Regions from separate parts of the Sus scrofa genome. Here all the other regions are linked to region 1. The links are chromatin contacts, called in public HiChIP or PLAC-seq and promoter capture Hi-C maps. All regions are on one chromosome and are shown on one strand. Each heading gives the region's core, a stretch centred on a gene start, on an enhancer-like site or on the middle of the called end of the contact. The rest is flanking DNA. Distances are from core to core; before and after follow the strand shown. Region 1 holds the start of ASPH (aspartyl/asparaginyl beta-hydroxylase). Region 2 holds the start of GGH (gamma-glutamyl hydrolase). Region 3 holds the start of YTHDF3 (YTH domain-containing family protein 3). Region 4 holds the start of TTPA (alpha-tocopherol transfer protein).

Region 1 (6,526 bases), core at 3,062-5,561:
AGAGAATTCAACAGTAGTGGCTGAGCATTTTTAAGTAGTTGTCCATCAATGGTTTTGAGGGTGTACAAAGCTGTTACATAATCTGAAGCTTCAAACTGAAAGAGGAAAAAGTGTTCTACAGCGACACCTACCGGTAAAGCAGGACATGACAGCATGACACTATTAGACAAAATAGTCTGATGTCTACATCCCTGCAGCAAATTAGAAGCTGCAGGGAAGAATCAAAAGGGAATGATACCCAAAAAGGAAACAGCTAAAGAAAACATTATACATTCCAGTGTCTGTAACTACAAAATAAGTTCAAAAGCACATCATGATCCTTCTTAACCAAAGATTTTCAAATCAATAAATCTGAAAGAGGTTTGCCTTGGTCCCAACTGGCCAGGTAAGTCAATTTTCTAAAGGTAAGATTTAAAAGATTTAAACATGAGTAAAGTCCAATTTACTCATGTTTCTTTTATATTTTAAAGAATAAAACTGGAAAAGGTAAAATTGAGCTCTGCAAAACAAACTAGAGACATTTTGTCAGTTTTCAATTTAAGTTGAAGAGTTAAAAAGGAGACATCTGCTTTAAAAATCTAAGTGTCGGAGTTCCCCTTGTGGCTCAGCAGGTTAAGGACCCAATGTTGACTCTGTGAGCATACAGGTTCCATCCCTGGCCTCCATCAGTGGGTTCAGGATCTGGCATTGCCAAAAACTGTGGCATAAGTCACAGATGCGGCTCGGATCTGATGTTGTCATAGCTGTGGGGTAGGCTCCAACTGTGGCTGTGATTCACCCCTGGCCGAGAAATTTCCATATGTCATGGGTGCGGCCATAAAAAGAAAAGAAGAAAAAAGAAAAATCTAAGTGTTATATAAATCCCCAAAGTTGCAGTTTCAAACACCACTTTTGAAAAAAAAAATGACCACCACGATAAGCAAAAGTCCAGATAATTACATTTTCCTTAAAATGCACACTTCAAAGGACTGGGTCCTTTTCCTGCTATACTTGCATGCATACAAAAATTTAAGAAACAATAATGTTTAATGTCACCAACGTCATCATTAACTTCAGACTCTCAATGCAAAACATCTCAAAAACCGTATACTGAGCCCAAGTGCTTCTTCTCAAAGTAAGATTTTTCGAATGTACTGTTTCAAATGTAAAAGATAATCTACTTCAAGTCCAAGATTCCCCATAAAACCTGACAGAAGTAAAGAACCCCAAATCCAGTATTATGGTATAATGAACGAATAACAGAAAACCTGGGTTAAGTCTTGGGCCATCCATTCACGAGATGGTTTTCCAAGAGCTACATAACCTTTAAGGAACCAGCCAATCTTCCTGAGCATTACTTTCCTCATCTCCGAGGCTGGAGAAGGGAACTGAATGGGCCTCACATGAAGGCCGCGGGCTAAAATCTCCTCAGCTTCTGTGATTCCCTGGCACATGGGACTGATTTGGGCATCAGTGAGTACACCTCAGTGACCCAATACACAGAGCAACAAGAGACGTGGCTTGATCTTCCCAGTATATGCTGCTACAAGGAATCAATACAAACAGACTGGCACTTTAACACTGCAGTGTAACTGTTTACCACTGAGAATCCTTTCCATTTCCAGTACCTTCTACCCGGTACACAGGCCGAACTCAGTATTTACTGAAAGGAAAAAAAAAAAAAAAAACAACTGCAGAAAAAGAATACTCATTATATAACACGCAAGACTCCAATACAAGCTTTGAATGTTTGTGCGTTTTGCTGATAATACAGGTACTTCTCTCCTTTACACATGCTCTTTGATACATTGTCTGTTTCACGACCATTACAGAATCAACCTGTAAATGCTTAAAAGGCTACAGATCCTCAAATCCAGACAGAACTTGCTCTGAAATTCCTGAATATGAAAGCTGAAACATATTTATTTATGTCCTATGTTTATCACCTGCCTGTTAAAACGGGTCCAGTTATTGAACCAGTGGGAGGTAAGAACACATTACACACCTGCCCACCAGTACCAGGCCCCAGAAAGCAGCTTCTTCAAGTGGAGTCACTCCTTTCTACCCAGGACTGCAAAGGACAAAATGGAAAAAAGAAGTGCTTCACGCATAAACAGCTCCAGAAAACTTTGGAAAACAATTAACATTAAAGTCTCCTACGACAGCGTTCTAGGCTTGGTGCTTAAGCTGTACAACGGGCTCTTCTCGTTTAGAAACTTTAAAAAGTGTAGCCAGTTCCGCAAAGGACAATTCATCTACTCTTCTACCTGTTTAAGTAAACTAGCTGGCATTTAAGGGAACCTAAAGTGACAGAGGAATACAAACTTTTACTCATAACAAAGGTGAATTAACATGCTTGCTTTAAAATGCAAACCGCATGTATCTTTTTCTCTTTACAATGATTCGTTCTCAGAAGGTAAATTTATGCAATAATTTTAATTGCTACCACTTTCACCATTTAAATGTAGTCCTTCATTCTCTAATCAAAGGTTTATTGAGCATCTGTTAAGGGCCAGACTCACTCAAGGAGTTAGGAATAAGAAGGAACAAGAAAAGGGAGTAAGACGGGAAGGAATACACAAGAAAATAAGTAATTTCCCACAGTGGAAAGTGCTATTTTAAAACGTTCTTTTAAGTATGACTACACTTAGCTGGTTTACTTTCTTGACACATATAAATACATTACTTGCAGACCTCAAGAAACAAAGAGTTGAAATCATTTCCAACAGGAAAGTTTACAGCTCACACTCAATACATATGTGTACTACAGTTTCAACATCCTAAATATGAGTCAAAGGAAGTATATAAGAAACCAAGAACCACTGAAATACGAGATGAAACATTTAAAACATCTGTCCTCTCTCTTTGCTGGGTCTGCACATGGAGGAGAAAGGTGAATATCCAACAGACTTTTTTTAAGAAGGGAGGACAAAAGGAAAAAATAGAAAAGGTCGCCCAGTATTCCATGGTATTCTATGACTCTCTAAAAGCAACTACAACGCACGTTAAGAAAGCGACATAAAGGCAAAAATATTTAAGCCAATGTTTAAGAACATTCAAACCATTCCCTCCCCATCCCCCGACACACCCCTGCAGCCCTCATAGAACATTCTCCTTTGAATTGTCCAGAAAGCTGCTGGTTTGGCACGAACTTATTTTCTCTGACTTTGGCCCATTTCCAAACTCCCAAAAATATGCAGAGCAAAGGCAAATTGTTTCTCCTATTCCCATCATCAATTCCACGACAAGCCAAGAAAGAGGAGATCAATATAATCTCTATCTCGGCTGCGCACTGCAGGTAGGACATCAGCTAGGAAGGGGCTACCCGACCCGACCAACCCGAGGCCGCGCACCCCACTGGGCCTGGCCCCTCGAACCAGCCCGCCAGGCCCACCCAGCGCGGCCTCCGCCCCGCGCCCACACGAGGAACGACACGGAGGATGGAGAAGACGCACGGCAGCATCTGGGGAGATGGATCCGCAGTGCCGCCGCCCGGGCCCCATCCCCAGGGCCGGCCCCGGCCCCCGGCCCCGGAGCGCCTCTGACCTCTCCGGGCCCCGGGGCTGCTGCTGCCGCCGCTGGTGCAGCTGCTCGGGCTGCTGGAGCTGCTGCTGCTGCTGTTGCCGCCGCCGCCTCCCTTGGCATTCTTGCGCGGGGCCATCATGCGCACCGCTGGAGCAGGCGAGGGGTGGGGGGCTCCCTCAGGGCGCGGGGGGCGCTGACGGCTGCTGGCGCTACAGCGGGTGCGGGCCGCGGCTTCTGCAGCGGCGTGGGTGTCTCAGCACCGCCCGCAGCGCCTCTGAGGACTTTCGCCCGCGTGCCTCCTGCGCGCGCCCGGCTCTCGCGCGCGCCGAACCAGTGTCTACCCTCCCCGCGCGAGAGCGCGCCCCGCTCCAGCTTGAGGCCACGCCCCTTCCCGGCTGAACTCCGCCCCCTCGCCACCAGCGGAAGGCAGAGTGACGAGCCAAGCAGCCAATCATAAAGGCTCCTATGACGGGGGCAGAACCGTATAGCGCTTCCCCGCCCCCTGCGGACTTAGAGCTGTTCTAGCGCGACTCGGCAGCCTGTGAGCGCAAGCCGCTTTCGGCTTTCCAGTCTGTCCTGGTCCTTTGGAACGTGGCAAACGTGGAAGGCGAGAGGGCTCTCGCGAGCGTTGGCGGACTCTGTACCATTGGGATGGGGCGGGGCGCAGAGGCGGGGCCGGCAACACGTGTGCAACGTCTGGACGGAGCCCACCGCCTCTAGGCCTTTCAGTGGGAATCCTGTTCACGTCCCACTTCCCTATACGCACGGATACCAAGGGATGCGATCCCCCTTCTTGTGAAAAAAAAAAAAAATGTGTTTCTTGTCAGTATTAATATTAAGACATTTCCGAAATGGTGATGCGAGGAGTATTTAATGCTTAAGCCATACGTAGTTGATTCATTCGATTTTAAAGCAGGACTTCATTTCGTTTGTGCCTTCAATATTTTCAGACAGCCTTAGTTAAGAGGTACAAATGCAAATGTAAAGCAAAAAGTTCATTTTCTTGCCCTGCAGGGCACTCTCTACCTGAAGTCTCTCCACGGGCCTGATGTCTACGTTCCTCTTGCCTTGGTGTCTCCAGCTGTGGTTCCCCCGTGCAGTCTCAGATTGCCTGGGTCTCCAAGTCCCCCTGAATTCCACACGTGGTCTTAAAAACATCTGGGTCCCTGGGATGAGCCAGACGGAGACTTGAGGTCAAAGACTGATCATCATCACCTTTGTGTCACCAATTGCCTGTACAATGCCTGGTGTGTAACAGAGAAGCCAAACATGTTTGGTGAGTTGATAGTTTTCTGGTAACTTCTTACTTCCCCCAGTTCTTGACCATGTTTCAGAGCACCTCCTGGGAGTGTCTCAAAAGGGCTGAGAACCCACACCGTTGCAAAGTGATACCTGCTTTTATTCCTCTTCTCCAGCCCTGCCACCCCCATTGGCAGGTCCCTGGCCCCACCAGCCTCTTCTGATTCACAGAAGCCCACCGAGGGTCACATTGCATAAGGAGGAAACTGCCTTTCTCTCCTTTTTGTGAAATAATGTTAGATAGTTATCAAGACAGAGCAGGGGCAGGGAAGTTCACAGAGTTTTTACTGAAGCAGCTCTTTCCATTTTTATCTTACAGTATCTCATTCTCCCTTCATTTTCTCCCATCCCAGGTCCCCTTACCGTTATTTCAATAGGGGGAGTAGTGGGGGAAGCATAGAAGATCTGGACTAAGAAATTAATCTAAGTAACAAAATTTAATAAAAAACAATAATGAGAACTAAACTGACAAAACAGTAATATTTGAACTCTTGAATTCTGTCAAAACCCTGTGGTTGTGTCCATTTTTTAGGGCTGAGGTAACTCAGGCCCAGAGAGGTTAAATAAAAGTCAGGTCACAGAGCTGGTAAGTAATGGAGCAGGGATATGAACTTGGTCCATCTGGCTCCAGAGTCTATGGTTCAAATTCTCCTTCCAGGACAAGGCTTGGTCTTGAGCAGAGACTGTCTCACCGGCTCCTCCTTCTCTGAGCAGAGGTCCCCCGGAAGCCCCCTTGGTACTACCTGCAAAGGTAAGTCTGAAAACACCTGATGGTGGTTACTTAGCAAGGTTCACCTCTTTAAGGAAATCAAGTTTCTTTGATAGCTGACTCCACAGTGTGATAAAGTGATGTTTTGCCCCTGCATTCCCAAAAAAACCAAATCTGGTAACATTGACAAGGTACATAACTGAGTATCTTAGGCAGTATCAGGGCAAAAATAGAGGCTTTGTAAATGCAGATCACAGGAAGTTAGAGGTTTCCTGACTTCCTCCTTCTAAGGCAAGGAAGCAGCTACAATGACATTTATACATTCAGTATTATAAAATAAAACTTATAACAATATTCATGACATTAGGTACTATCAGCTACATGCAGTTTAAAGGACTAAATTCCCTCTAGCTAAGTACTAGTATTATACATTTTTACATCTGTTTATACTTCCCTCCTTATGAGCATTTTTAAAAAAAGCACAAAGCAAGTTTCTTGGATCCATGAATTTCTTCACATAGGTCCTTTTCTCAACATTGGGATGGAGGAGGTTAGGGAGCTAAGCTACTTTTGAAATTAAACAAAAGGTCAAAGATACCTTGTTAGCCTACCCTCATTTCTATGATTTCTGAGTAAGCTATGAATGAACCCTGGTTGCAGCAATGTTAAAAGGACTGTAAAGGCAAGACTTTATCTAGGACAATGTACTAAAATACTAATTTAATAGAGCTTTTGAACTAGGCCAAATGTGCCTTTCAGATATTTCCATAAACTTTCCATTGGCTTCACCACTGGGATTTGCAAGTGAGAATTTAAGGGCAAGATTTGTCCTAAATGGGTTTTTTTTTTTTTTTCCTCTTGTATTGACCTTTCACAACCTCCAGTTAAACGCTGTCCAAATTAAGTATTTCTGGACTTACATATACCTCTTAGAATATTGCTTTAAAGTTGCATTTTTATCTGCTTCCTAGAAAGTGGCTCTCATTTGTATGTAGGCTGCCTCATGTAAAATTT
Region 2 (6,404 bases), core at 1,223-3,722, 910 kb after region 1:
CTGAGCACTTCAGAGGGTCCCTAAACTTTACAAACTCTACAGACCCTGGAGCCCCTCCTTTCCCCACCCTCCACCCCCGACCTTCTGGTCTGCCTCTTACCACCAAAATCTCAACCCCAGCACAGTACTGGCATCCAGTACGCAGCAACACATGCGTGTCTTGGGAGCGCCCCCCTGCCTGTATCACTCACTAGTTCTCCATTTGGGACCCTTTCGGTATCTCTCAGGGCCACCTGACATCAGTCACCTGCATTCCCAGTTGCTCACAATAACTGGCATCTATCAGGCACTAAATTAACACATGCCAAATGCCAAACTTTGCTCAGTAAGATTGCTTTTCTCTTCATGGAGAGGTAAGATCGCCTTTATTGAGGAAAATGCACTTTGGCAGGGGAAATATTAGGGAGTGTCACAGGAAATGGGGTGGTTACAGAGGAGGCAAGGATGAGATGCCACAAGGGAGAGTTGGCCTGGGACGTGTGGACGCAAGGTACCAGGAAGGAAAAAGGTACAGGAGAGTAGGGGAGTTCCCTCAACTTCGCATTGCCCCCTTCCCACACGTACTCACTTATCCCATCCTGGGACCAGAGCTCAGGCTGTATGCCCTGCCCCTCGAAATGCGACCCAACTCCACCCACTACTTTAAGGCTACCTCAAGACTTCTGTGGCTTGTCTGTGAATCCTTTGCACTCCTAACTCAATGCTCTGCACAAAGGCATTCAGTTAGCTCTTTTTGTCTCAACTGATTAGGGTAAACCAAAAGTTTACTCACTTGTTCTGGACTTGCTTCCTAAAAACCACTGCCTCTAGCAAAGGGAAAAGTTACCCCTCTTCAGCCCCCTCCCCCCGCACTCACAATCTCCAGCACACTACATAGGATTATATTTTGAGTTAACTTCCCCTTGGAGACTCTAGATACTATTTTAAATAGCTTATAAAATAAGGCATTCCAAGTTCCAAGTATTGATACATATCATGGCTCAGTGGAAACGAATCTGACTAGCATCCATGAGGACGCAGGATCGTTGATTCCTGGCCTTGCTCAGTGGGTTAAGAAGTGGTGTTGCTGTGAGCTGCGAAGCTTGGATCCCACGTTGCTGTGGCTGTGGTGTAGGCCAGCAGCTATAGCTCTGATTCAACCCCTAGCCTGGGAACTTCCATATGCCTCAGGTGTGATCCTAAAAAGACAACTGAAAAAAAAGAAAATTGGGCACTACCAATATACATGAAAAACTGCTCATCTAATTCCTATTTAGTTACAGAATATACTGTCTATCTTCGTGGGGAGGGAAGGAACAGTATGAAAGGCATAATACCACAGCTAAAATTAAACCAATCTTAATTGTCTGCACAAATTATTTTTGACAAATTTTAAGTTCGGGCTGATTTCCCTTGGGAGAAAGGCAAATTGAGTTTACTATCTTTCAAAAACATTTGTTTTTTGTTTTTGTTTTTTGGGGGGGTTAACATTGTGGGGCTTTTTAATCGGGTAAAATATACATGACATTAAATTTACCCTTTTACCCAAGCAGTGGCATTAAATACATTCATATAGTTGTGCAACCATCACCACCATCCACTTCCCGAACGTTCTCATCTTTCCCAACAGAAACTCTGTACCCATTAAACAACAGCTCGCCGTTTTCCCCTTCCCCAGGCCCTGATAACTACCATTCTACCGCCTATAAAAAACACCTGTTGAAAATAGACATGCTTCACTTTAACACCGAATAGAACTGACTAGGATCACACTAACCACTGCTGCCCTCCGCTGCTGAAGATAACAAAGACCAAGGTATATCATAATTGCTTGATTATTTAGTCAATTCGATTTTTATAATGCTTTGTTTCTTGAAATACGCCCTCAACCAGTGAAATTTAAATAAACATAATGCATGTACAGAATCTGTTTAATTAGTAGAAATCCCTGGCGAGGCACAAAGAAGAAAACAATCCACAGGATCTTCACAGCGCATCCTTCTCCCTTCCAAATTTAAGAGCCACATGTTTGAGGAAATCAATGCGGCTTTAATTAGCTGTATTTCAGCAAGACCCAAATGATGTCTTGGTTCTGGGGCTATACAGGACGGCGCACAGTCTAACCCTGAACACGGATGTTTCCCAGATGGGACGCACCTGCCGGAGCGCAGCAACTGGAAGCGCCCAGCGCCGCCCCCACCCCGCCCCGACCTCCCTGGCTCCGGCCGCCGCCTTACCTATGATGGGCTTCTTGGAGGTGCTGGCGCCAAGAGCAGACAGCCTGAGGCTCGTGGCCCCGCACAAGACCAGGCCCAGCACGCTCAGCAGGAGGCCTAGGCTCGCCATCGCGCTCGCTGACTCCCGCCGCCTTTCAAAGGCACTGCGGGCGGGCCGCCGAGCGCCGCAGCCGTGGCCTCCCGGCCGCTCCGGGGCGTCAGGCGGGGGTGGTGCGCCGCCGCGCGGACCTATGGGAAAGGCCGGCCCGGCGCGTGCGTGCAGCGGCCGCGGGGCGGAGGCGGGCGGCGCCAGGATCGCCGGGTCGCGCCCACCCCATAGCTCACGCAGCCCCCGCGACCCTGCGCCCGCCGGGCGGTGCCTGCAGAGTCTGTAGGATATGGTGGTTGGACACGGGGCGCTCGCCGCGGTCTCAAATGTGCCTTTTCAGCTCTTACCCCGACGTGAGACTGAGTCACTAAGTGGGGCCCCCAGCCCCAGGCGGTGGAAGGGGAACCGCTGGGCCTCGGCCCGACCTAATTGGTAACCAGGCAACGAGGGAGGCTGGCGAGAGGTTCTAGAAGTCGCCTGAGAACCTTGCGCCATCTGTAGCTCCTGCCTAAAAACGTCTTTAGGCATGAGTGATGGTGGCCGGATTTGACACCCAAGCGTGCGATGTAAGGATGAACGGCGACTTGGGAGGTAATTTCCACATCCTGCCGTTTGTTTGCAGATGTTTCAAGCATCTGGACGAAACGAAAAGGAAGGAAGGACAATGGCTGGGAACAGGTCCCAGGAGCATCACCTCACCTCAGAAATGGGTCAAGGAGGGGCCGACTACTGACATCAAGGCCAGGCCACTCCCGCAGACGATGCCTCCTCACTTGGCCAGACTGTTGACTCCAAGCACAGACTGGCCCACGATCAGGGCAGAAAGGATGACTTTGGTTCCTACCCACTGGAAGTTTTTTGAAGTTTCTGTTTAAAATGTTAAGAGTTTAGAAATACTAGGCATATTTTGGTGAGCAAGTAGATGAAAGACAAGGCATTTCTTTCTGCGTGAAAACCTAACTGTATAGATAAGGCTTATAGTAGGTGGGAGTTCCCACCTATAGGGGTCAAATACAGAAGAAAGTTGTAGAGTGTTTGAAAATCAGCTCTCAATGCTAAATGTTGAGGATACAAAGAGGAATTGGACAGCGATTTTTTTCCTAAGATATTTACAATTTAATAAGGAAAAAATATGATTTGTTAAGAGAACTTGTAGCATTTTTTGGAAAGAGTGAATGCAATGTGTAGTCTGGTTTAGCAGGAAAATACTGCTAACTGTAGAAGGGTGTGGTGAGAGAGAAGCTCGATAGGTGTGGTTAAAATATTGTGAAAAGTCCTACTTAGCTGGTTTTGAACAGTTGAACAGATAAGGAGCCCTTGTAAATATGAATTTGTGGTGCTGGAGCAATTGACCACAAAGGAAAATATTCAAAGTATTGCTTGCCATTATACGCGGAAAAAAAAAATCCAGGGAAGATGTAAATGTGAAAGGCAAGATTAATATACTTTTATAATAAAATATAGGGGTGTATATTCATCACTTTGGTGGTCTGAAGGGTTTCATAAGACATTAAAAATAGACATGTTAGGGAGTTGCTGTTGTGGTTCAGTGGGTTACAAATCCCACTAGTATCCATGAGGATGTGGATTTGACCCCTGGCCTCACTCAGTGGGTTAAAGATACAGAGTTTCCTGAGCTGTGGGTATAGGTTGCAGATGAGGCTGGGATCCAGGGTTGCTGTGGCTGTGGCATTGGCCGGTAGCTGTAGCTCTGATTCAACCCCTAGTCTGGACTTCCATATGCCAAAGTTCCAGCCCTAAAAAAGGCCAAAAAAAAAAAAAAAAAAAAAAAAAAGATGTTAGTGGGAAAACTGGTAGAGTTAATGATATAATTTTAAAACATCTATATAAAACTTTAAATAAATTAAAGGTAAGGCACAAATTTGTAAGGTAGATTTTCAAAATCTAGAATTTCAAATGTGTTCCTTTCTAGCATATACAAAGAATTGAAGTCAACAATGAAGGCAAGAAGTTCTGTGGCGCAGCAGGTTAAAGATCTGGCGTTGTCACGACTGTAGCTTGGATCACTGCTGTGGTACAGGTTGGAGCCCTGGCCTGGGAACTTCTGCATGCCACCGGTGCTGCCAAAAAAAAAAGAAAAAGAAAAAGAAAACAAGGAATGACAATAACCAAATAGGAAAATAGGGAATGAATCTGAAAAGACAAAGCTTCGCTAGTCATTAGGGAAATGCAGATTAAGACAAAATAATATGTCACATCCATCAGAATGACAAAAATGTAAACTTTGTAAGTCAAAAATTCTTAGGGAATTCCCGTCGTGGCTCAGCAGAAACAAATCTGGTGAGTATCCATGAGGACGCAGATTCCATCTCTGGCCTTGCTCAGTGCATTAAGGATCTGGTGTTTCCATGAGCTGTGATGGAGGTCACAGACAAAGCTCAGATCTGGCATTGTTGTGGCTATGGCACAGGCCAGCGGTGTCAGCTCTGATTTGACCCCTAGCCTGGGAACCTCCATATACAGTGGATTCAGCCCTAAAAAGACCAAAGAAAAAAACTTAGGAAGAAAGAATTATCATAACACTGGTGGTAGAATTGTAAACTATCACAACTGTTTTTGAGAGCAATTAGGCACTATCTGGTAGAGGTGAAGATGCACATATTCTGTAACATGGCACTTTTTAGACTTAGGTATGTACCCTAGAGAAATGCTTGACTGTGTGAAAAAATAAATATATACAAGTATGGTCTTTTTACCATTTTCTGTAACAGTGAAATATTAAGTGCAGCATAAATCATCATCAATAAACTATATAATTAATAGATAATTAGGATTCATGAAAATCACAGAAATAAATTTCTATTATTAAGAGAAAGCAGATGAGTTATGCTGGGGTCTGGAGTATTATGTTAACTTCCTGAACCAGAATCTGTCCACACATCTTAAAATAAACCCTGAGATGAAAGTTCCTCATTGGCTCAGTGCGTTGAGGACCTGGCATTGTCACTGCTGCAACTTGGGTTGTTGCTATGGTGAGGTTTCATTCCCCAGCCAGGGAACTTCCACATGCTGCAGGCCCGGCCAAAAATGAAAACAAAGAGATGTACAAGGAGTGCAAACAAAGTTACACATGATCCATATCTTTAGCAATACTGCGAGATGGAGGATACTACAAACATTAAACTACCAGAAAATTAATAGGTAGCAAACTCCAGCAAGCTTCCTCCACTGCCATAAAACTTTGGATGCTGGGAGTAGAAGATGCAAGGTTTACCGTATGATCCAACAGCCCCACTCCTGAGCATGTATCTGGAGAAAACTATGAAAAGATTTGTGTACCCCAATATTCATCGAAGCACCATATACAATAGCCAAAACATGGAAGCAACATAAATGTCCATCAGCAGAGGAGTGGATTGTCAGGAGACCTGTTTCTACAATATTTTCTTAGCCTCTTTGCTTTTATTTTCTATGCTGAAACCTCTGTCTTGTCCTGCCTTACTTTACCCCATATTCCTGCTTGAAAAACAGTCGCAGTGCTGTAAATGACTTACGCTTAAGAACAAAGACCTAAAGGCATGTTTTTCATGTGGTCAGCGGAATAAGGACATAATGCATTGGTATAGGCATGCTGAACTTGTGTAGATAGGCTCGCAGTTTGCACAGCATGATATGTCCTCTAAAGGATAAGAGGAAAGTGAGCCTCATGGTGAGCCTCATGACCCCAAGGGGTTTATGAGGGGTCCTTAGCAGGATATGCATTAGCAGGGAGAACCGAGGTGCAAACCTAGGCACACCAGGTTGCTGCAGATAGGCAAGGGCTCTGCAGAAGCACAATGGTGATTCTCTAGAATGCTATTCATAGATAGCTGACACCAAGCTTCCTCAATGCTAATGATTGTTAAATGCCTAAAAGTCAGAATAAAAGCTTAATCAGCTATCAGCTATGTGACTTTTAAAATAATTTTAAGGAGTTCCCGTCGTGGTGCAGTGGTTAACGAATCTGACTAGGAACCACGAGGTTGTGGGTTCGGTCCCTGCCCTTGCTCAGTGGGTTAACGATCCGGCATTGCCATGAGCTGTGGTGTAGGTTGCAAACGCAGCTCATGATCCCGCGTTGCTGTGGCTCTGGCATAGGC
Region 3 (6,502 bases), core at 522-3,021, 970 kb after region 1:
TAGGTACATGGCTATAGTACAAGCTCTGGAGCCAACCTGCCTGTGTTCAAAACCTGACTGTCAGGAATTGGTTGTGTTGTTTTGGGCACTTTTCTTAACTTCACTGTCAGTTTTGGTAACAGCACTTAACACAGTATCATGCTCTGAGGATTTTAATGATTTTTACAGTACCTGACATATGATGACTAAATGTAGGCTTCTACTACCATTCTGGAAATCATTCAGCAAAGGAACCAGAAATTGGCTTTGTATGGCCACTTCTGTTGAAAGCTTACACTTTGCCAGGAATTGTACATATATGATCTTACTTTAGTCATGAGAAAACTAAGGCTTAAAAAGGTTCAGTGACTTCCCAAAGTTACACAACTACTGCAGCAAATTAGATTGGATTGGATTCCAGAGCCATGCTTTTTAACTAAGATAATTGAGTACCAAAGACAAGACCTGTAAGATTTCATAAGAGTCTTCCTCTATGCCCCCAATCTTCCTACTCATACATGTATTATAGCAGCCAACTCTCAAACTAAAAAGATCTGGGAGTTCCCGTGTGGCATAAAGGGATTAGCATCATCTTGGGAGGGCTGGGACGTAGGTTTGAATCCTGGCCCAGCCCAGTGGGCTAAGGGTCTGGCACTGCCACAGCTGTGGTCAAAACTGTGGCTGAGACCTGATCCCTGGCCTAGGAACTCCATATGTCACAAGGGGGCCAAAGAGGAAAAAAAAGGTCTGTTCCGAGTGGAGGATGGGCAGACGAAAGAGATCAAGTGCAACAGCTGAAGGGGGGTGGGGGAGTTCTGGGAAATTGCAAAAGCTGTCAGCCTTAGCTAAGACTCAGGCAGAGGCCCTGGGATGTGTGGCAAAATGGGAGAGCCTGGGAAAATGAGCAGGCCTGAAAAAGAAATGCCTCTTGAAACAGTGGACACGATTCACTTTTATTATTCAGTGCTGCTAAAATACTGTTGCATTGTTAAATACAAAATCCTATAACTTAGCAATTTTACACTTTCTGATGTCACTTCAACAAAAAGTTCAAAATGTTCCAAATCGGTTCCTTCAGTTTTGCCAGTTGCAGAAAAATAACTTTCCCGTTTCTACTTAAATTTTAAACGTCTCTCCTTTCTAGGACTGAAAAACGGCCTGCAACTTTGCTTACCTTTCCAAAGGTAACTTTATTCTTTCATTAAAGTCAGCATCAGGGGAGGACCAAGTCTGACTTCGAGGTTACCGATGAATTGTCAGTTATCCCCTCTCCTGCTCCTGGAGTATGGAGAGAACGAACACTTGCCGGCGAACCTCCAAGGTGCTTTTAAGTGTCGATGCCCAGGGCTCTAACCCTAGCCACTTTCGCTGCCCAGGTAGGCTAGCGGTCCGCCCGGCAGCTGTCCCTAGGGCGGCTGACTCATGCCGCCGCCCACGCGGCTTTGGGAGGCCTCGGGAGGCTGCGGTGCAGGCCCGGCCACTTATGTTCGCTCACCTGGGCGGCTGCGCCTGAGGCTGCAGCGTTTTGAGCGGCCAACGTTGACTCCGCCGCCGGCTCGACAGCCCAGGCCCACGTCCTACTTCAAAAGGACGGACTCCGGAGCGTGCCCGGGTGCCCGAGGCCGCCGGTCGACGGGGCGCCTGCAGCCTGCGAGCCGTGCAGAAGAAAGGTCCGGCAGAACCGCTGGAGGTGGGCGCTCTCCGCTGCCCCGACGCGCTCCCTCCGCGGCGCTTGCACACCAGCGCGCGGGGCCGGCGCCAATGACGTGGCGATGGGGAGGCGGAGCCAAGGTTGGTGGCGGGAGGGTGGGGGAGGAAGAGCGAGGTGAGCGCGGACGTCAGAGTGGAGAGCGGAAGGTCAGGGAGGCTCGGAGCGGAAGTGAGACTAGGGAGCCTGTCCGCCATTGTGGACCCGAGAAGCGGAGAGCGAGGGGGAAGAGGAGCGTGCAGGCGGAAGAGACGGGCCCCTTCCACCGACTCCCGAGCGCGAGGCCCTCTTTCTGGCTTCTCAGCGAGCGCCAGCGGCGGCGGCGGCTGGAAGGGTCACTCGGCCGAGGGCGGCAGCCAACTGCTGTGAGTGCACGGGGAGAGGCCCAGGCGGCGGCGGCGGCGGCGGTAGCAGCAGCAGCTCTCGGGTTGCGGTGAAGAATGTCAGCCACTAGCGTGGATCAGGTGAGGGAGCAGAGGCCGCAGGCTCGGCGAAGGCCCGAGCCCCGGAGCTCCACCCTCGCGTGGGGCTTCGGCTCCTCCCCGTCGCCGCCGCTGCCGGCCCCTAACGGTGCCCGGGCGCAAGTTGCTGCGGTCCCGCCGCCCGGGCCGGGGCGTGCGCCCTGGCCCCGGAGCCTGCGGCCCAGGCGGGCGGCCGCGGGGCCGCGCTGGGTGGGGGCAGAACCGCTTTCCGGGGCCTTAGGACGCGTCCTGAGGGCGGCAGACGCGGGGCTGAGACCAGGCGAGCTCTGGGAGACGGATTCTGAGAGGCGGGTAGGAGGTTTAACGACCGGGATGGTTGGGAAATGGGTGGCTATGGAGGATGTGGTGGGTTTTACTCCTACGCGGATTGTTTAAAATAACTGACTCTGATAACGTCTTTGATTAACACATTTTCCCTCTCTTCCTTTTTTCCCCCCCTTCTCATTACCACACCTTTCATCTTGCTACACAGAGACCTAAAGGGCAAGGAAATAAAGGTGAGTTCAGATATATTTTATCTTATTTCTCATCGTTGGTTTAATGGTACTTTTAAACTACGTGAAGGGCTTTTTGTTTGTTTTTGCTCCTTCCCCTCTTCCTCCCCAACGTAGGCTAAGGCAGCCAAATGCTCTCCGAAAGTTTGGTAGCTCCTTTCTTGGAAGCCACTTTTATAGAAACCAGAGTGATACCAGAAACAGTTTTATTAGTTGTATTTCACTTAAGAAAGTATTGTTATGCATGTAGTGGTATTTCTTCATTTTTACAGTTTGTATTATGTAACTTCTGCCAAAATTCTGCAAATGTTTGTAGATCAGTGGACATTTTCTTCAACACATCTGGGTTACACTGTAACATGCAGCCCGCATACTAGACTATGTGGCATTAGTGAAAAATTGTACTGTTAATCGCTGGTTCTATTGAAGTCAGTCACATTGAGGCAGTAACCAGTTAGAGATTAAAATTGAAGAGGCATGTTATCTTGCCCTGTAGACCTGCAAGGTTTGACCAGTCAATACGGTATTTTAGAAAGGACTGGGAAGGAAATAATTTGTGAGGTCCCTGCCAGGATTCTATGATTTACTCTTTATTTAGAAGACAAGTACTATTGAAAGTCAAGCATTTAAAAAAAAAATGAGTATTTTGTACTTATTAGTATGGAACAATACAGTCAGCTGACTGGAACTGACATTAATCATGTGACATTAGTAAGTATAGAACAGTAACTGTTTTCTTGGAACAGTGCCAATTAACGAACATTACAGTGAATTATATATTGATTACATTTTGTATTAGGGCTAGAAATTAGACTAAATAGGATTATGCTTCCTGTTTTTTATTTCTGTAGCACAATATTATCTACAAAATGGGACTTACAGTAGTTTTTTAGATAAAGTTCAATGTCTTTATTGGTGTTCTTTATATTCTTAGGGGTTTTATTAGCTTTTGCAAGTTTGAAAGGAATGAGTTCTGTATACACAGCTCAGTTAATTTTCTTTGAGTTGTACAATCTTGAGAATTTTTACATGCTAGATAGATGGCACTGTATTAGGTAACAAATTCATTGCTTTGGTTAAAGATGTATATGGACATAGAAACTTTAACTTTTAGGGTTTAATTTTAATTTTAGAATTATTTCCTGTGTTAGCATAAATTTAAATTTGATGTTGTTGATTTATTTTAAGAGAGTTTTTAAAAGTTTATTTGTAAATTTAAGAAGAATGATCCATTAGTTTCTTTTTTGCTAGTCTGCCCATTAGGAAGTGTATAGATAGACTTGGACATACGTAAAATCTGTGGTCATTATTGCCTAGCATAAATTATTTTATCCTAGATCTGTGGGGAGGTGGCACTTTGCAAGGCTATTTGAAATGCTAAGTGTTTTGTGTTACCTGCTTTAAGGTAAGTATGCAAGTTCTATGAAGTACTTGTTTGACAAAATAAAAACATCTGTTGTAAGGCATTACTATATTATTATAAGATTGATATATGATAGTCATTTCAGTAGGTATGTCCTCATGACATTTTTGATAAAGATGTAAATTTTCTATGCATAATAATGTCGCATGTTGACTATGAATATTTTTTGGCTATTAAAGTTTTTTAATCCATCAGTACCACCTCTCTTAGATGTATTCAGACAAAGTATTTATTTGGATAATCGTTTATTCCAAGAAATTCTCTTTACTCCCATACTATTCAGTTCATAATTTCATCCTTGAATAGAAGGATGGACTAGGATCCCTGCGAGACCTGTGTTCTATAACTACTGACTTCCCAAGTGAGCTTGAACACTTTGTACCTTTAGGTCAGAATTTCCCCTCTCTTTATAAAGTAAAAGTAATCATTCTGGCCATAAATCCTGTTTTCTGTTCTGTGAATTTTGTAATTAACAGTAGTCCACTGCTCTACTAGCCATTATATTTGCTGCCTCTCTTCATCTGTTGTTAAGATGCGGGAGGACTGTTGCCTAAGACCTGGCAGGAGGTAAAAACTCTCCTGGCCTGAAAATATAGGTAATCATTTAAGTTGCTTTAAATTGGTGGATAGTGCAAGTTCACAAATATGCATATGCATTACTTGTATTTTTATGCCTCTGCAGGGAGAATACAAGGAGAAGGCAGCACCTCCAGTGAACTGATAACAAGTAGCTATCTGTTTGTTTAGCAAAAACTACCCTACCTTAGCTGACTTGGTTTTCAAGCTAGTAAAATTATTTTATAATTATTCTGTTTACTCTTATGAAGCAGAAAGCAAAGCTATATTTCTTGAACTACAGCCCTAGTATTCTAAGAATATGAGTATTGAACTTGAATTCAGAACTAATCAGACTTAGGGAAACTACATGTCCCTCTGGAGTTATCAAAGTTTTGAAAGCATAATCCTTTTCAGTTGACTTAATATGATTTCTGGGACTCTGTTTCTTTTCTCAATAGTCTTCACTTGACAGCCTTAGCCTAACACCACATTTCAGTGTTTTTGATTTTCTACTGACTGTTTTTCTGTATATCCTTAAATGCACTACAGAAGCTTAATTTTAAGAGGAATTCTGTATCATTCTCTTTTTGAGACAAAAAAATGATTTTGTGTATAAATAATACTTCTAGGTTTGCTAGTTTATAGGTTTGGATTCTCTTTAATTAATAACATTGTCCCTATGTTAAATATTAGACTTTTTATAATTCTTGGCCAGGATAGTACTATAGGATGGTATAGAAATTTAAGGATAATTTTGTACCTATTGGCCTATAATTGAAAACTGACTTTACATCACTTTTATTTATTAACAATAAATGATTTTTGCTTGCTGGGATAAAAGTGTACCATTCTTTGCCCTGCAGTCACCACAGATAAAAGTGGCAGATCCCACACTCCTAGTAGCCTCAGGTATTGCTACCTGCTTCCTCCTATCCCTTAAGTTAATAAATAGGCAAATATATGGAAAGGAATTTATGTTTTCCCTCTTCTCCTCCCCGCCCCTCCCAACCGAGGGACATATTCAGTGTTTGGTACTGCAGTTTAAAAGAATTAGGCTGAAATTGGCTATCTTTTAGTGTTTCAGAAGAGTGGAAAATGCCTTGTATTTTGGCAATATCTTTTGTATCCTCTCCCTACCCTACCCCCACCCCACCTCTGGAAATGATTGCAAAGCACTTTACTGTTATTGTAGGCTTCATTTTATTAATCCTCAAAACATTCCTATAAGGAGATAGAGGGTATATGGTATTGTCGCTGTTTTTGTAGGTGGGAAAACATGATGCACAGATCTGTTGACTTTCCTAACTTGATGTAGTCAGGACCAGAGCAAAGAATCACCTGGCTCCTAAGGCCCATGTTCTATCTTGATTTGACTCTGCTTCATAGAGCAGAGGAAACAGGCGAAGAATCATGTAAGTCATCTGTTCTTTTTTCCCTGAAGAACTTGTACAGACTATGGAACTGGCTTGGATTTCATTACTATTTAATGGCTTTCAGTGTCCAAGACATTAGATTAAGTAATGTTCAAAACCTACAGTCTTTAAGACAGTTGAATTTCTTTAAGAAAGGTATGCTTCTGAAACTCTAGGGCTAGCTTCTTATTCAGATTCTAATTTGATGCAAATTGCTTGTCAGTGCTTGTGAAATGCTTCAAAACAAAACATTTTTTCCTTAGATTGACATAGTCCTAGAATAATCTTTTAGGACTTCTTAGACATTTTAATGCATTATTTATAAATGACTACAGACTGTTATTTACTTAGTGTACGAGAATATTTTCTTAGTCTCAGCCTCTTAAAAGAGAAAGGATAGAACAGAGGAAATGAGTAAGAATAGCACTGTGGTATATATTTAGATA
Region 4 (6,565 bases), core at 1,818-4,317, 940 kb after region 1:
ACAGCCTACACAGCAGCATTGCCAGTGTCTGATGACAATTCTTATGTCCAATACAGGGGGCTGGTTAATAAATTTTAATATAATAAATTGAGACAATGGAGTAGTACACAGCCCACTAAAGAATAATACACCTGCTGAAATAGGTTGATCTATGATAAATTAGGTAAAAAAAGTCAAATGTAATACACATACATATGCTTGTGTGACTGTATATTACATCTGCAAAAGGTAAGAGGCAGGTTAATAGTGACTGGGTAGACAGTTGGCAAACTGAGATCTGGGGTTAGGAATTTTTTCCTCGAGAAAGTTACTTTTAGTAACTTATTTTGCATTTTTTTTTTTTTTTACTATTTATGTATTATTTTTTTAACCTCTGTACTTATTTACTTTTTCAATTAAAAATTAGTTATTGACAGGAGTTCCCTGGTGGCCTAGAGGTTAAGGATTTGGCATGGTCACTGCTGTGGCCTGGGTTCCATCCCTGGCCCAGGGAACTCCCGCATGCCACAGGCACGGCCAAAAAAAATAAAAGAAAAAATAAGGAGTTCCCGTCGTGGCGCAGTGGTTAACGAATCTGACTAGGAACCATGAGGTTGCGGGTTTGGTTCCTGCCCTTGCTCAGTGGGTTAACGATCCGGCCTTGCCGTGAGCTGTGGTGTAGGTTGCAGACGCGGCTCGGATCCCGCGTTGCTGTGGCTCTGGCGTAGGCTGGTGGCTACAGCTCCGATTCAACCCCTAGCCTGGGAACCTCCATATGCCGCGGGAGCGGCCCAAGAAATAGCAACAACAACAACAACAAAAGACAAAAAAAAAAAAATAAATAAAAAATAAAATAAAATAAAATTTTTTTTATTCCTTTCAACAACAAAGATCCTCATACTGAGACAGCTGGCACTCTGGACTATAATACTTCCTGTGCCTACCAGCTCACTGTGTGACACTGAACGAACCACTGGCAGAAAGGTTAGATCGGGTTCAACTTCTGAGCACTTACTACGCACCAGGCTGTGTGCTGGGTACATCTTGTTCTGTTAAATTGGTTAATGTTCAGTCCTGGAAACCGGTCATTGCGAGAGACGTTTTCACGGTTATTTACCAGATGAGGATGCTGAGCCCAAAGTGACAGAACTCAAGGTCTCAAGGTCACATCCCTCTTTCTGATTCCTGTGTTCCCATCACCCTGCTCTCAACCCGCTGTTAACATACCTGGAAACACAAAAGAACAGCCTCATCCCCATCCTTCCATTCAAAATACACTGAACCACTTTACTGTCTTGGCACAAGCATTACTATTAATAACACTCTTTTGCTAGAATTTGGCTTTAGATTTTCTCCTTTACTGGCAATTTCATTTCCCGCACCTCACGTGGAGTTACCTGCTAACATGGAATAAATCTAGGCTTCCCACATCTCCGCTGTCACTTTCGTGTACCTCACCTGCTCTGCCACGGAGAGGAAGGCATTTCCTCAAAACTTTCTAAGTGCTAGAGGCTCATCGGGGGCAGAATTCCAGTGTTTGAGGTCAAACTGGCCCTCATCTCACAGGGTTCCAATTTTTTTCGAGGTTTCCCGTTTCCACGACCCGGAGAAACGAAAAGGACCAGCGCGGAAGACTTTGCAGGACACCCGCGGGCGCCGCCTGATGTGCTCTGCGCGCGTCCCCGCCAAGGTCCAGGCGCCAACCGGGGCATCGGCGGGGGTCCAGGCCCAGCCGCGGTCCCTCAGCCCGTCCCCCGGGTGGGGCGCGGCGGGGAGGTCCCCTTACCCGCCAGGCCAGGTCCAGGTCGAAGTCCCGGGCGCGCAGGAACCGCAGCAGGAAGGCGTCGCTGAGCGGCCCTGGGAGCAGCGGAGAGCCCGGCGCCCGGGCCCGGCGCCGCAGCTCTGCCAGGCTGGGCTGCAGCAGCGGCGAGTGGTCGGGCAGCAGGCTGAGCTGCGCCCCCGCCGGCCCCGGCGCCTCCGCCATGCCCGCCGCCCTACCCACACCGCTGCCTCCGCGCCGGGAAAAGCGCGGCCGGCCGGCCACCCCTCCTTCGCCGGCCGCTCGCCCTGCCCGCCGGGCTGTGCCGGGACCTCCGCAGAGGGAGACACGTGGTGGCCCCACCGCGCTCCGCGTCCCGCAGGCTCCAGGTAGGCACCCTGGGCCTTTCCCACCGCTGTTCAAAGCCAAGGGGAAGACGTCAGCAAGTTTGTTTGCCTGCGCTGTGATTGGAGAGTAGTCTGCTAGAGAACTTTTTTACTTTCTCTTAACTTCTTTCCCTCCCTCTCGCCCCTTCCTTTCTTCCTCTCTTCCTTCTTTTATATACATTTTTTTAAAATACGATTTTCCATCATCTCCTTTCTCCCCTTCCTTCCTTCCTTGCTTTTCTTTTCTCCCCTCCCTTGCTTCTTTCCTCCCTCCCTCCTTTCCTTCCTTCTCCTGAATCGGGAAGGCACCTTAGAATAACCAGTTCATGGCACAGTGGCCAACTCGCTACTGAGCCCCTTCCATTAAGGCTTCAATCTGACTCCTCACCTCAAACCGATTAGGGCAGTGGTTTTGAAAATACACATTCCCAAATGGCATCTTCACTGACTCCCTGTCCTCCCGCTTCCTTCCAATCCAGGCAAAATCTTCTCATTTCTTGGTACTTTTCTCTGCTAGTGACATACAAATAAATGACTAGCAAGTGCCACAATTAAAAAAAAAAAAAACTATATACTTCCTCTGTTATGCCCCACCATCATGTCTAGTCCCTCAACGGATAGTCCAAAGTCCTTATACGACCTCATCTAAGCAATCCCGGGTAGTGAGGATGAAGCAGGGAAATGATGTGGAAATCAGGTCATTAAATCGGTCTTTCTTTGATCTCTGCCCATGGCAGTGATCCCAGAATTGACCTGTCTCCCCAAGGGGGAATCCATGAGACAAATTCTTATTGAATATATATTATGTAATAGTTAAATACTAGGATCACACAAACAAAACCAAATCTTTGCCTCTAAGAAGCTCACTGGGAAGTACCCTGGTGGCTCAGTGGCTTAAGGATTCTCCCTTGTTGTGGCTCTGGTTACACCTGTGGCGAGGGTTCAATACCTGGCCTGGGAACTTCCACATGCCATGGGCCAGGCCAAAAAAAAAGCAGCAGCAGCAGCTTAGTGGAAGATGAGAGAGACTGCCATTTCATTCATGAAAAGAATAGTTATTGAGCAGCTTCTGTGTCCAGACCTTTTTCCAGGTACCAAGGATCCACCTGAAAATAAAACAGACAAAATCCCTTGACTTAAGGAGCTTTTACTCTTGTAGCAAGAGAGATAAGGAACAAAATAAATAAGCAATAGACCAGTGTGGGAGAGGTGGTGATAAGTGATATGGGGAAACATAGAGCGGTAAAGGAGGGTAGCACCTAGAGTGACACTTGAATCAGTTCCCACAGGAGGAGAGGAGGCCAGCCCAGGGATATCGGGTCCCCAGCGGGTAAGCTATTGTCAATGAAGGAGAGAGATTCCAGGCTTTGATTTTTACTTGGAGTGAGATGGAAAGCTGTTGGAGTCAAGGTTAACAATTCAACATGGAGGCTGTTATGAAAGAGGTACAAAGGAAGGCTTTAGGGAACACTGAGGAAGGCTTCCTGACTCTGCTCAGCAGATCCAGGAGCAGCAGGGGACGTTTGCTCAGCCTTAGTGAATGCTTTGGGAAAGCAAGAGGAGGGCAAGAGGAGAGTTTGGGAAGAAAGTAATTAGTCAAAGGGTAGACTGGGAGGTCCTGTTGTGGCTCAGTGGCAATGATCCTGACTAGTAACCATGAGGATGTGGGTTTGATCCCTGACCTTGCTCAGTGGGTTAAGGATCTGGGGTTGTTTCAAGGTGTGGTGTAGGTCACAGATGAGGCTCACTTCCTGTGTTGCTGTGGCTGTGGCCTAGGCAGCGGCTGCAGCTCTGATTCACCCTAGGAACTTCCATATGCTGCAGGTGCAGGCCTAAAAAGAAAAAAGAGGCATGGGGTGGGTAGACTGTGCAAAGCCTTACTTGGAGCTCTGAATAATAAAATAACACAAGAGGAGCCAGTCTTCTCCAGTAGTTTAAAGTGTTTAAAAGTAAATTAACAAGAAAGAGTATACATAGCATATTTTCTTCTGTTTCAAGTTTCAAGTTTTTTCAGGACATTCTTCTACTTGTTCTTGGTAATTAGCATCTGCTATTTTGGTTTGGCTTTTTTTTTTTTTTTACCTATGCCTATGGCATGTGGAAGCTCCCAGGCCAGGGATTGAACCCACACCAAAACAGTGACCTGAGCCACTGCAATAACAACGTCAGATCCTTAACTGGCCACAAGGGAACTCCAGCATCTGCTGTTTTGAAATTGGGCAGAAAGTTCCCTGGAGCTCTGGACATAACAATATCATAGCTATAGCATCCTTTTTTGGAAGTGAGCTCTGTGGGGTGTGGTCCAATTTGGCTGGGTCTGCACTGGTAAAACTCTTATAAACCCAAAAGAATGTTTACTGGTTGATTTGGATCGATTGCCATTAAACTTGGTGAAAATGGAACCAGCATGGAGCCCAGATGGCTGTGAGATATGGCTCCTCTTGGTAGCCATGACAGAGGAGGGATAGCTGTAGCCAAAATGTGAAGCAGTTCCAGTGTCTGCAGTTATCGCCATTGAAGAAAAAGGGAAAGAGAAAGAAAAAGTCATGGAGAAGTGGTGGCCTAGACTCCCACACGAGAACTTGATTATTTTTTGCTAAATAATGCAGGCCATCCTCGTGTCTTTCAACAACATATCTTAGATTGATACAGAAATTTTAGAATTCTTGGCCCAAGTTCTCTGGTGATGTTATTTGCTTTTTGTTTTGAAGTGTTTTTGGTTTTGCTTAGCTCCTCTGTTACTCTTGTGAGCTCACCTGCCTCTTTGTACCAGGCCTCTGGTACAAAGATTCCAGAGGGGTTCTAGAACTAGTGGCACGAGGACATAAAGACAAAAACAGAAGAAAAAGTTCATAATTGTACAACTAGCTTACAGTATACTCTGAAATTATTTAACAGTTGTTCATTGGAGTTCCCATCATGGTAGAGCAGAAATGAATCCAACTGGGAACCATGAGGTTGTGGGTTCGATCCCTGGCCTCGATCAGTGGGTTGAGGATCCTGTGTTGCTGTGGCTATGGTGTAGGCCGGCAGCTACAGCTCCGATTTGACCCCTAGCATGGGAATCTCCATATGCTGCTGGTGCGGCCCTAAAAACACAAAAGACAAAAGACGAAAACAAACAAACAAAAAAACAATTGTTCATTTACATGTAATAATTCGTAAGTAAACTGGTTTACTTGCAGCTTAACAGGAAAGCCATAAATACTATTGATGATCACTGTTAAGAGACAACTTTGAAAAAAGCATATAATGATGACTCTCTTATAGATATAAAAATGAATTTGTGCTAAAGATTTGATTTAACTTGATAGCATGGAACCAGGCAGATGTTATGAGGCTCAAAGGAGGAATCAAGACAGCACCCATTGACAGGGAGTCAAGGCTGTTGAAAAAGGAATGTGCACAGGGAGACACAACTAACCTCTTCTACTGGGAGGGAAAGAGGCCAACTGACACTCTACCAGGTAGGGCAGAATTTGCATGCTTTTAAAAGAGAATTTTCACTGCCTCACCAATCCACAGTTTACAGTGTTGTGAAATGGCCAGATAGAATCACAATCAGATAATCTAGAGGGAGTGTCCTAGAGTCCATACAACGCATTGTTTTCCCCTGAAGCACAATTTTATCCTACTTCACTTGAGAAACTTGATTTATAATTTTTGAAAGTGTTTTTTTTTGTTTTAAGTTTTATTGAAGGATAGTTGATTGACAAGGTTGTGATCATTTCTGCTGTACAACAAAGTGACCTGGTCAAGCATAAACACATAGCCATTCTCTCTCAGATGAAGAAGTTTTTTTGTGTGTTTGTTTTTAACTTAAACATGATTAATTTATTGGGGTAACCAGGTCAGTTTTCCTCAGGATTTGCCACATTTAGATCTGGCTGATTACTTCTTTCTGGTATCATTGAATTGTCCCTCTTTCCCCTGCATTTCCTATAAACAATAAGTGGATCTAGGTGATTGATTCAATTGAGGTACAATATTACTCTGGCAAGAATATTTCCTGAGGTGACTCTTTTTGGATCTTTTTTTTTGCTTTTTAGGGGCTGCACCTGTGGCATATGGAAGTTCCCAGGTAGGGGCAGAACCCGAGCTACAGCCCCTGGCCCACAGCCACAGCCACAGCAACTCGGGATCTGAGCCGTGTCTGCGACCTATGCCACAGCTCACGGCGACGCCAGATCTTTAACCCACTGAGTAAGGCCAGGGATTGAACCTGAATCCTCGGGGGTCCTAGTCACGTTTGTTAACCGCTGCGACAGAAAGGGAACTCCTCTTTTTGGATCTTTGTGTCTTCTTTGAATAACATCAAAGTGATCCTCCTGTTAGTATTACTAATATTGATTAGTTGGCTTAGATGCTATCACACCGATCCATCCATTTTTATTTTATTGCCCTCGTTTACAGATTTTGTAACTATGAAATTGGCATATTT

What was found. Promoter capture Hi-C pulls out the DNA fragments that hold promoters and counts their contacts. HiChIP or PLAC-seq counts read pairs in DNA pulled down with a chosen protein or histone mark.
Region 2: an H3K27ac HiChIP or PLAC-seq map of alveolar macrophages shows a contact between it and region 1. The contact joins the promoter of GGH here to the promoter of ASPH in region 1. A contact is called at or near these places in 1 of 5 promoter capture datasets (fetal skeletal muscle) and 2 of 2 datasets of contacts at active chromatin or transcription factors (alveolar macrophages and skeletal muscle).
Region 3: a contact with region 1 is called in an H3K27ac HiChIP or PLAC-seq map of alveolar macrophages. The contact joins the promoter of YTHDF3 here to the promoter of ASPH in region 1. A contact is called at or near these places in 2 of 5 promoter capture datasets (fetal liver and liver) and 1 of 2 datasets of contacts at active chromatin or transcription factors (alveolar macrophages).
Region 4: a promoter capture Hi-C map of fetal skeletal muscle shows a contact between it and region 1, with 4 times the contacts expected there. The contact joins the promoter of TTPA here to the promoter of ASPH in region 1. A contact is called at or near these places in 2 of 5 promoter capture datasets (fetal skeletal muscle and liver) and 1 of 2 datasets of contacts at active chromatin or transcription factors (alveolar macrophages).

The regions. Positions count from the first base shown.
Region 1 is chr4:71,900,676-71,907,201 of Sscrofa11.1, reverse strand. ASPH (aspartyl/asparaginyl beta-hydroxylase) reads right to left here and starts at 4,311. Exons shown (of 24, transcript XM_021089332.1): 1 at 3,526-4,311. The coding sequence starts at 3,643. It overlaps LOC102158507 (a long non-coding RNA gene), which reads left to right and starts at 3,206. Exons shown (of 3, transcript XR_002343299.1): 1 at 3,206-3,277; 2 at 4,519-4,780; 3 at 5,462-6,526.
Region 2 is chr4:70,992,798-70,999,201 of Sscrofa11.1, reverse strand. GGH (gamma-glutamyl hydrolase) reads right to left here and starts at 2,472. Exons shown (of 9, transcript XM_001926703.4): 1 at 2,217-2,472. The coding sequence starts at 2,325.
Region 3 is chr4:70,924,108-70,930,609 of Sscrofa11.1, reverse strand. It overlaps YTHDF3 (YTH domain-containing family protein 3), which reads left to right and starts at 1,771. Exons shown (of 5, transcript XM_021089306.1): 1 at 1,771-2,151; 2 at 2,642-2,666. The coding sequence starts at 2,128.
Region 4 is chr4:70,957,082-70,963,646 of Sscrofa11.1, reverse strand. It overlaps TTPA (alpha-tocopherol transfer protein), which reads right to left and starts at 3,067. Exons shown (of 5, transcript XM_021089311.1): 1 at 2,513-3,067. The coding sequence starts at 2,563. It also overlaps LOC106510071.